2 separate regions of the Gasterosteus aculeatus genome follow, and region 1 is linked to region 2. Evidence: chromatin contacts called from public Hi-C data. All regions are on one chromosome and are shown on one strand. Each heading gives the region's core, a stretch centred on a gene start, on an enhancer-like site or on the middle of the called end of the contact. The rest is flanking DNA. Distances are from core to core; before and after follow the strand shown.

Region 1 (5,841 bases), core at 3,150-5,649, 140 kb after region 2:
CCCAACACACATACCTCACCCAGCAAAATGCTCTGTTTACCTGATTCTTATTCCTTCCGAAGCCTGTAAACCCATGAATTGCCTTTTTTTTTCCAGAGGGCATCTGCCCTTTGGCTAACTGGCTGACTGTGGTTTCTTATGCATTTACACAGCATGTTAGTTTAAAGTCTCTTCCTCGGGCACGGCCCCTCTGATCCGCTTGCATGTGGCATACGTATTCACGCGTCAGCGTGTGTGTCTGTGTCTTCTCTCTCAGGCTACGGGATCGGCCTGCCCCAGGGCTCGCCTCTGACCCGTAACGTGTCCGAGTTTGTGAGTCGCTACAAGTCCGACGGCTTCATGGACATGCTGCATGACAAATGGTATAAGGTGGTGCCCTGCGGGAAGCGAGTCTTTGCAGTCACTGAGGTAAGCCATCGGCGAGGGACGGCGTTTGTGGATGGTGTTCATGTAATGGTGTGTAGAGCAAAGCGTTCTGCCCCCTGCCCCTCCTGTAAATGAGCCTCCCTTTGGGAGACGGGACTGGATTGCCTCCCGGCTAAGCACACATGCGTCGAAACATTGACCCGCGCGCCATCGTGGGGAGACTTAAAAACACATGGACGATCAGAGTTACAGGCACGTACCGTCTGGGTGTCGATACCCCTCGCCCCCCCCTTTTCTTTCTCTCTCTTCTCAGAGAGATGGGCTCTCCCCCGGAGCACACTGTCTGTATCTATACCTCTTGTTTGCCTACAGAGAAGCCATTCAACTCCCTTTGACCGTTCCTCTTAAAATCCACTCGAAAGTTAAATCCCATTAAAGCAATGAGCGATTTTAAACAGTCACAGGTTTATACAGTGAAATGAAAACCTCAACTTCAACCTGCATCAGCGAGTTATTACTATTCACCCCGTTTGATCCCAGCGAGCGTGTTACTCTCGAACAATGTGGGTGATCTTGCCCTCTGGATTGGGTGCAAATGGAGGTCAGTGTTGTTGCTGATGGATTTGCAGAGTCAGCATGGGGCTAATTGCCATCGGTGGCAACGGCGAAATGAGGCGGGTGAAGGAAACCTGATTAGAGGCTATTGGAAAAGCTCGCCGCTGTCTCTTCCACTTCCTCCGGGCCCATGAAAGGCTCATAAGAGAAAGACATTATGTCAAGGGGAATGTGGGCGAAACCAAATGTGAACAAACTGCTCTTCAATTAACCATCATCTCTTTTAACCGTCACCCCTTTAGCTGCTGTCCCTCTCAGTTACTATCAGTTTCCCCCAAAGCTCTTTATGCTGTTCATTCCCTCGCATCCTTTTCTTTTACAATCGTGTATTTTACGTTGTTGCCTGCTCCTCTTTATTCGTGTTATTGTGTGCTTTCACAGGCAAACCAGATGTACAGCAGCTGAATATCAATGGCATGTTTACAAAAAGTGGCCTAAATGGAAATTATGTAAATACGAAACATCAATCCCTGTATTTTTCTGCGTCGGCTCGGGTCTGCACTAATCTGCGTCCCTCCCTAAAAACCTCTTTCTCTCTCCTCTCTTTGCGCCATCACACTCCCAGACTCTTCAGATGGGGATCCAGCATTTTTCTGGCCTGTTTGTTCTGCTGTGCATGGGGGTGGGCGGAGCCTTGCTGACCTTGGCAGGTGAACACACCTTCTATCACCTGGTCATCCCTCGCCTCCGACGCACGCACACACTGCAGTACTGGCTGCACACCAGCCAGGTGAGTGGACGCACATTCTCTCACACACTTGCTTGCATTTGCTCAAGCACAGAGCAGGAAAGACGCACAAGCGTAGCCGTGACGTTACTCACATGTGTGTGAGCACACACGAAGACACACGCGCATGAGAGCAGTCATGTGCGCACACACACACACACACACACACACACACACACACAAGCACCAGCACGCTGCTGCTGGTGAGGCTTCCCCAGGAGTTCACTCTCATCTTCTGGGGACCCTGCGCCCTCTACTGTTGGAAACTAACATCTTAAAACCTCATATCAGATGGATATTCAACAGATAACAGTTTAACTGTTAAAACTTTAAGCTCAATGTAATGCTAATTATCCCTTTGTTAATTAAAGTAATTCATTATTTAATTGCGCTCTGTAGCATTACCATTATACCTTAAATTAATAACTTAATTAAGTTAAAAGTTATTAAACTGTTACCCTTTGCAGCGCTTTATTCTCTGTGAGGCAATCGGTTGGTAAATAGTTTTCACACATATCTGAATTTCAGATACTAAATATGTTACATTTAAATATGTCTTTTAATACAGATTGTTGTCTTATATCACGTTTTATTGCGTGCAACATACTTGAAAAATATACTTTGTTAACATGCAATTTAAATCAGTAGTTATTAAAAGAAAAAAAGGTTACAAAGCAAAATAATAAACAAGATTTTAGCTTTTTGCGATAAGTCTGTTAGAGAATTGGTGCCTTCAAGACAACATGCACCACAAGAGACACTAATTGGGGATTTAAAGGTCATATTTTGTTTTGTTTTTTCAAAAGTCTAGTAGTTACCAAATGAGATGTCCATGGCAATATCTCACAGTGAATAATGGCTATCAAGACTGCTGTTTGTTACAGCCCTCTAAAAGGGCAACCACTCCAGGGCAGCTGTTAACATTCATCACAAGCCAGCTCAGTGATCTGAGAGGATGACCTCGAGTCGCTCCTTCAGGATAATCCTTACCTAAAGTAAACGGCTCTTTCCCCCAGATATCCTCAGGCAAATATACTGTACATCAGGAGGAATTTCAGCAGAGTCATACCTTCCACCTCAAGAGTTTGGTGAGGAAAGTCCTTCGCAATCTCACAAAAGCTTGGGACCTAAATCCCCAAAAGCTTTACTGATGCCTTAATTGACGCGTTTTAAGTATAGAAGAACTCTCTCACTGAATTTACTAATTGAATTAGGTTGTTCAGAGGAGCACGGCAGCACGGCTGAGAGAATAAGCTGTCAGTAATGTTCTGTACAATTGTAAAATAATGAGAATCTCAGAAATTAAAATCATCTCTTAATTTAAGAGCTGAAGCTGAGTAAGTGATAACACATTTCATAATACTAATCAGCATTTTTTTTTTCCTCCTCTCTACTTGCAGAAGATTCACAGAGCCCTCCACACTACATACGAGGATGATGGGAAGGAGCTGACCGACCTCGACCAAAAGTAATGAAGTCACTACCTGACCTCATCCACACACGTGATCGTTCCCTTCCATTAAATTGTTCCAAGAAAAAACTAAAAAATAATGTAATAATAATGTTTTGGGATTTTAAACACCCCAAAATAAGTTATTACAAGTTGGACTATGTCAGAAAGTCGTTTCAGGTCTTTTTAGGATCAAATGTGTCTTTGCTTTTGCAAAAATCTGACTGTCAGGAAACTGCCTCTAACTTATTAAAACTCTTAAAGGAACACTTTGATATTTTGGGAAACGGAAATCCAGGCTCCATCTATATGATAACAAAATATGTCTACCAGCACTTTCAAGCTCTCTGATTTACACGCTATATCTTATTTATTCAATCCGTTCTTAGCTGCTGACGCCTCAACATTAACGTACGAATTGTTATCGATGTTCTCAGTTGACTCTTTGAGATAGAGCAGATAAGCATTTTCCCCAAAATGTCAAACCTCAACGTTAAAACAAGTTTAATTGTATAAGAAACATGTGGAAACAGCCACCCTTTCCCTTCTGTTACTTATAATCAAAATTACTTTAGATTGAATATTTCAGGCAACACACATGATATTTTATTTAGCGTCATGTATGAAATTCTATTCAAGACAAAATAAGTGCTTTAAAGGTCTCATATTGTAAAAATGTAAAATGATCCAGACATGCTTTTAATTCATGCAGATGTGAGCAAAATATGTATTTTTTAAAGTACGTATTTAAGTATGTAAGTATGTTCTAGTGGAAACGCAATATGGAGGTTTGATACATCTAAATGTCAGATGTCACTGCACTCATCAACTGTAAACATTTTGTGTTTGTAAAATGTATCCATGTATACTGCTGTACAGCATATCTCACTGCATATAAGCCCTTTTGCTGTGATCTTCCTCTCTTTCACTAGCCCCTCCTCTTGTATCTCAGAGAACTGCACCCTACACAGGAAGCAGCATCAGCCTCCTCCCCCATCTCCTCCCACATCCCTCCCTGCTTCCACCACAGCCGGAGACACCTGCAACTCCTCACCCTCCCATGAGCCCAAGGAGAAACGTGTGCACTTTGACCTGGAAACCCTCCACAGCTACCGACTGCGCACGCACACCGCCTCGGTGCGCGGCCGGCCCGGCATGGTCGGCCGTCCCGGGCTAGGCCTGGGAGGCTGGGGGCTGGGAGGCCTTGGGCGCGTTAGCTCCCCTACACGGATCAACCTCCAGGCCAACGGGGGCCCCGTCTCCTCGCTGGCCTCCGCGGGCTTGGTGCTCTCTCCTCTGGGGAGCAGGGCCGCTCAGACCAGCCTGTGGGAGGGGGAGCTCCAGGACCTGCAGGGCAAGATCGAGACGTTCCGCACCCAGCTGAGAGAGGCTCTGGCCAGGAGAGCAGAGATCCAGAGCAGCCTGGAGAGAGAGAGGTGCGGGCTCGTGCACAGGGATACCAGTCTGGAGAGGGAAAGGGACAGACAGAGGATACAAACTATTCACACGGACAGGAGTAGCTCCACTCAGCCCAAACTCCCCGAGAGAGACAGGACCAGCCAACTGCAGACCCTGAATAATCAACAAGCGGGTAGAGAGAACCAATCAGGCGGCCCCTGGACTCTGGAGCACGGGAGAAGCAGCCAATTGAACACGGTTAACAGTCTGGACAGAGGGAGAGCTAACCAGTTAAGCTCTGTGAACACGTTGGCGGCAGAAAGGACTGTCCAGTCACGCGTTTCAAGCAGTTTGGAAAGAAGTCGAGTCAACCAACAAGGAGTTGGAAACGAACCTGTGCAATCACGGAACACTTCTAGCCTGGACAGACAGATGGCTAACCTGTCACGCACTCTGAACACTCTGGAGAGGACAAAAGCCAACCAGTCGAGTGGAGGCAGTGAGACTTGATGCGTAGAAAAGAGAAGTGCAGTTGGTAATTGCATAGCCGTGGGAAGATAGCCTTGTTGGAATGGGGCAGGTTTAGGGGACGCTTGGAAGAAAAAAACACTATATTCTAACTCACAACATCACTTAATCCAACCTAATAATTTTCACACTTGCTTAAAATTCAGACTAAAAAACTTTAACTGCAATTAAAAAAACTTTTAAATGACTACATTACTCAGTAAAACCATCAATCAGCAATCAAATATTCTGGAACGAAAGCCAATATAATTTCTGCAAAATATCAGAATATTTTAAGAAAAATCAGAGGACAACCAGCTCAGAATAGAATACGGCTAATCCAGCAATGATGAAAAAGAACAGTGTTTAATCAAAGGGTTGTGTTTGATACTGTAAACCATAGCCGTCCAAGAACAAAAGACTAAAAGATGAATAATAATATGTCCGTTTACACTGGAAAAAGAGACCCCCAAGCACATAGATACCCGCAAAAAGAGCACAGGGAAATTTAAGTTAGACCTATGTGATAAAAACACCAAACTGAACTCTTTGACAATGCAAATGGAACATCCGTCTAAACAGAATGCCAGGAGCCGGAGGTAAAGATGCAAAAAAAGTATATATTTTAAGAAATTCAAGTAAACATTTCACAGAAATGTGAATGATAAGGAAGAAAACTGTGAGGAAATAGTGGCACAGCCCTTAATCAATGTACCTTAAGGTGCCATAAAATAAAAAAATACGCTTTTTTGTTTGAACACCTAGTATCCTTGGGTGT
Region 2 (5,549 bases), core at 2,463-4,962:
GTAATCTCATTTAATGACTCGGGAATAATTAAATGTTAATTAAATGTTGACTATACTGTATTAAAAACTCATAACTGTGTTATTCAGATCTCATATTTCCACATCCTTTTTAAAGTAATATAATATTTGGTTTTAGAGAGTATTCGATAAATGGGAAAGACGCTTTCTAAAACAAATCAATATTAAAAGGCTGCAAATGCATTAAAAACAAGCATCCCACTCAAAATCAGGATTTCTGCAATTATAAATCCCATTTAAACACTTATTTCATGCATAACAGGAAACAATAAAATAAACATTAATTTTCCTAATACTTTAAAGGACAAGAAAGATAGAACAAGATTTAAAAAAAACATAAAGCGTGTGTTTTGCATCTTAAAAAAAACATTGAATAAAGTAATGCTGTGTTTTCCCTCGTAGATCCGCTCCTCTGTGTACAGACAGCAGCTGTCTGTTGCCCTCATGATGCACCTCTCCCAACAGCTGTCCGGTATCAATGCAGTGAGTGGCAAATTAACACTGAGCAATTCGGTTTGCTTAAGTTCAATCAACAAAATACATGGATTTGAATACGTTAAAATAGCAGTTTCATTGTCAACAGTGACTGGACTTTTCTTTTATGTGCTGACAAATCCATTGAGCGTGAGATGTGTATTGCTCTGTTGTGTGCTAAGCAACCTAACAAACCGCTGTGTAATTACGAACAAAAATTGCACTCCTTTTGTCTTGAAGATCTTTTATTACTCTACGGCTATCTTCGCCCGGGCCGGCGTCGCTCAGCCAGTCTTCGCCACTATAGGAGTCGGAGTCATCAACACGCTCTTCACTCTACTGTCTGTGAGTAGCTGCAGATGCCAAACAAATGGACACCCGTTGGCGTTAAACCATGAACATTCTACTGTTTCTTACCGCATTTACCTCCAAGCGCACACTTACAAGGACCCCGCCTGTGTGCATTGTATCTTCTAGGTTGCACTGGTAGACAGAGCTGGCCGGCGCACTCTGACTCTGGTTGGACTAGGAGGGATGTGCTGCTGTGCAGTTGCCATGACAGTGGGCCTCAAATTACAGGTTTGTTAAATCCAGTGTCAGAGCTTTAGTCCGTCGAGGACTCGGGCTACCGTTTCATCTGCTTAGGGGGCGCTCATGTGTATTCGCATGGCCTGCAATATAGTTTATCTGTTAACTGACTTGTGATATAACTTAACTCAATGTTCTTTAACAAATGCTGTATTGCTCACCATAACATCTGTGTAAGCCTAGTTGGAAAATGTTCATATTCATCACATATTTGATATAAATTGTCAATATGAGCGCAGAAGCTCATTCATGACTTTAACAGGAAAGAAAATCCTCACCTCATGTTTTTCATCAGCAGATGGAGTTTGATCTGTTTTGTTTCTATGCCCATGTGCATGACATGTTATGATGCATTTAATCATTTTAACTAATCCCAGAATCACCCTGACTGATGTACTCTTCTGTCCAGAATGAATACGCATGGATGAGCTACGTCAGCATGTCAGCTGTCTTCCTCTTTGTGAGTTTCTTTGAAATCGGTCCCGGTCCCATCCCATGGTTCATAGTTGCCGAGCTGTTCAGTCAGGGGCCTCGGCCTGCAGCCATCGCTCTGGCTGGCTGCTGCAACTGGAGCAGCAACTTCCTCATAGCCATGACTTTTCAATACATACAGGTAGGCAGAATATCACGGAGACACATACGTGCTGTCAAATCATAACATCCCAAAAACTCCTGACTCTTGTGTTTTTCTTTTTACTTTGTTTCTCAGACTTTGTTGGATTCTTACGTGTTCATCCTGTTTGCTGTGCTGCTTCTCGGCTTCACTGTTTACATTTATTTTCGGGTCCCCGAGACCAAGGGCAAAAGCTTTGAGGAGATTGCCAGAGTCTTCAACAAGGACCGGAAAAAGTCATCAAACCCCCCCGGAGATGGTACTGAACTGCAGCAGCTCAAAACATCGACAGATGCGTGAAACAACACGGGCGCTTTGGTGTGGTCTATTTGTTTGCATGTGCGAGGGCGTGTTTCACTGTCAGTATTTCAAACGTCAAGCGATATACGTCCGATTTGTCCATGTAATATTGTAGCTTGTTACTTGGTGAATTAAGGAGACTTTAAACCAGACTTTACAATTTTTTAAGTTGAGCCGACAAAGAAGTTTGCCCCGACTGCGGTTCCCCTGAGATTTATGGCCTCTTTTATTGTTGTAGTTTTCAGGTTTAAGTTTTCTAGTTCAATTAAACTGCTCTTGTAGCTTAATGTCGTTGCTCAGCACCAGACGTGTGTCCAGACAAGCTTACTGAGTGAGCAGTGAACGTAGCAGGGCATGTAGGAGCTAAAGAGACAGATACAGAAAGGAGCCTTCTGGTTGTGTATAAATTCATCAGTTGACCAAAATCTCAAACCCAAATGAATGCTTACACGTTTGCTGGTTTTGTAAATGGGCAGCAAGTTGCCATCAAGTTTGTCCATGTTGTTTTTGCAACTTGTCTCTCCCATGTTAAAAAAAAATTCAGTTCAAAAATAGAACGGTGGAATTACCGGGCCAATATTTTTTTTTTGTTATTTACTCCTCCATCATTTTCTGTTTTGAAATATCACAAGCCAAACACACACACACATGCATTTTGCACAATGCTACTTCTCTTGAGTGTTTGGCCTTCCCTTTAAAAAGTGTATGTATGCGTATGTATGAATATCACTTTTAGGCGTTTTTCACATTCTTTTGTTGAAAGAGGGGATATTTGTCTATACTAACTTTAAAACGGCTGAGGCAGGCAAGTACAGCCATTCCTCTCTGACATTACAGCCAACAGTGATCCAATAACTCACTAAATGAATGTCGACACTTGGAGCCTCCAGCTCACATGAATTGACTGTGGACTTTTAAGTGTAGGAATAAAAGTATTGAAAAAATATGTATGTGCTTTTGTTATTGACTGGCTTGAACCATATAATCAAATTATGTAATTTAACCTTTTATTTTCTTGCTGGGGTGTTTTAGGAAAGAAAAACCTTTGTATGTTTTGTTATCAATCAATAGTGCCTGTACTTTAGGGAATCCTCATTTCTTTAAAGCAAGTGACTTTGAAAAGATCCACATCAAGAGAAATTGAGGAAAAGAAGGATTAGGGGTCTGCAATAACTCAGCTTTACCAACCCAAGGACAGTTTCTGTTACACAGCATCCGGCAGCAAAAAATGGACATAATATCAAATATTGTACATTATATTGGGTGGTTTAATGTACAGCTATTATAAAACGATGGGTTTTGAATGTAAAATCGAAAATTGTGATGGAGTTAAACTAAGCAGTGACTGTAAGTTCTAAGGATAGTTCTGTACAGTATGGAAGCCCATTCCTGCCGCTGTGATGAAAAGATAAATATCGTATTAGTCAGTAAAATGATTTAAAAAAAACTAATTGAAAGATAATGAGATAATAAGTCACAATTACGATTTACCATAATAATAAATAATATACATTATATGTATCATTGAAATAATATATATATATATATATATATATATATATATATATATATATATATATATATATATATATATATATATATAAAATATAAATATATACATAGACTGAGATAAATTATTTTTTATAATATTATAATATATTTATATATAATAATATAAAATATTATTTTTCTTCACAGTGGTAAAACAAGCTTCCGTCATACAGCTGGTCCCGGGGTCCGCGTGAGCGCGCTCCTCCCCCTGCACGCGCATCGTCATCGCAGCCCGTACCTGCCCTCTCTGCTCCTCCTGCGGTACAAAACCTCTACGCATGCGAACTGACTGTCCCTTTTTTTGTTAGCAAGACAAAAGGTAAGCTAAACGTATGCGCTTAAAAGTTATATTTGTTAACATGTAGCTAACGTTAAATAGCACTAATGTTTTGCGGGACAATTACGCGTTATGCAAAAGCACAATGCCGAGAACCCTCTGTTGCCTCGATAGTTAGTTAGTTACTTCTCAATGATTAGTAAGCGATGGGAATAAGTTCGCGCAGTATTTTTAGCTAGCGTTAGCAGCGGTGTGGTTAGTCCGCGGCACTTGGTGTGGATGTATGTAGCAAGCTAATGTGGCTAACGATGACAAAACACACGAGGTGGGAACGTGATGCTAGCTTACTGCCGTATGCTAGCCCCATTTGGCCCAGCTGCCACGTAACATAGCTTACTCGGTAATGGAGATGCTAGCTTAATAACACGAGCTACCCTAGCTATTCTTTAAAACGTTGTTTTGAACCAATTTTACATTAAAGCATGGAGGCACTCTCCCGGGTTTTGTCCCCTTCCCAAAACAGTGCGTAGAAGAATATTCGCGATGGCAGCAACATGGCGACAAGTATCCTCGACACGAAAGCAATTGGCGGTAGCAGTTAGCCGTGCGGATAGTTGGTCAGTGAGACGCGGGTGCCCCGCCTTGCGCCATTGTTTGTAAAGAAGTGTGGGGAAATAAACGCACGCATTAAACCACGTTCAACGACCGTTTGTAAAGATAAACGTTAAACGTTGAGTCACGTGCAGCAACGCGCCAAGTTGCCGTCTCCCTGTTTGATGTCAGGATATAGATTTTTTTTTTTTTGAGGTTCCAGCTGTCGACTCCTTTCTGACAGCGGTTGAGGTGTCGACGCTGGTTGTTCCATGTGGACAATTGAGTTATACAAATCTGGGCTCTCCATCCTCCACACGATTATCATAATATAATTTGCACTAACGTCAGTTCTCAGTACCACACGCCTCCTTGTATGTAAGCAGCGCTGCTATAACAGCAGGTTTGTGTTGTTGTTGTGTTGTCCCCGTCAGCACATCATGGCAGATGAGGATTTTGAATGTGGGCACTCTGGGGCCTCCTCAACATTCCCACAGCAGTGCTCTGCTTTAAGGAAGAATGGCTTCGTCATGATCAAAGGGCGTCCCTGTAAGATCATGGAAATGAGCACATCCAAGACCGGCAAACACGGACATGCCAAGGTAAGACCTCCTTGCACATCGCTAGGAATTCAGTACTTTATTATATGTTTAATGCTTGACTCTTGAGACCAGATTAAATTGGCTATGGTGTTTCCACAGGTTCATCTTACTGGACTTGACATCTTTACCCAGAAGAAGTATGAAGATATCTGCCCATCTACCCATAACATGGATGTCCCACATGTCACAAGGAAAGACTACCAGGTGAGATGACTTGTTCGGATCTCTCGGTGGGGCGACGCACCGTTTACAGAGTGAATTGTTGAAACTCGTTTCTACTGGAAGGCAAAACTAGTTGCCCTGACCAGTGCTTGCTGTTTTACACTTCTTTTTAAAAAAAATACCACCAGTGCATCTATTTCCCAAAGTGCTTTTGAATTTTAGACAACCTCGTCCTAATGAGAATGTGTGATGTGAAATGGTGAATACCTTTTTCATTACTAAATGGGCGCGTTACAGCTAAGCTGTCTCTTCAGTGATTGTGAACAAATGTGCCGGTTTAGAACTGGATGGACAAGTTTTGTCTTGGCCAACA

Evidence for each region. Hi-C and Micro-C count contacts between places; a contact is called where the count stands out from the background.
Region 1: a Hi-C map of skeletal muscle shows a contact between it and region 2, with 4 times the contacts expected there. The contact joins the enhancer-like site here to the promoter of LOC120832906 in region 2. A contact is called at or near these places in 2 of 6 Hi-C or Micro-C datasets (both in skeletal muscle).

The regions. Positions count from the first base shown.
Region 1 is chr15:11,552,077-11,557,917 of fGasAcu3.hap1.1, forward strand. LOC120833150 (glutamate receptor ionotropic, NMDA 3B) reads left to right here. Exons shown (of 12, transcript XM_040200024.2): 9 at 257-408; 10 at 1,547-1,711; 11 at 3,109-3,176; 12 at 4,111-5,841. The coding sequence ends at 4,222. Among protein-coding and RNA genes, the nearest start is that of LOC120833109, 7.4 kb to the right of the region's middle. Within about 2 kb of position 4,400, at least 2 of the 9 cell types and tissues checked have open chromatin away from gene starts, as enhancers often do.
Region 2 is chr15:11,411,325-11,416,873 of fGasAcu3.hap1.1, forward strand. It overlaps LOC120832906 (eukaryotic translation initiation factor 5A-1), which reads left to right and starts at 3,713. Exons shown (of 5, transcript XM_040199592.2): 1 at 3,713-3,863; 2 at 4,847-5,014; 3 at 5,114-5,218. The coding sequence starts at 4,853. It overlaps slc2a2 (solute carrier family 2 member 2), which reads left to right. Exons shown (of 12, transcript XM_040200481.2): 8 at 421-501; 9 at 733-837; 10 at 970-1,071; 11 at 1,490-1,693; 12 at 1,790-2,418. The coding sequence ends at 1,993.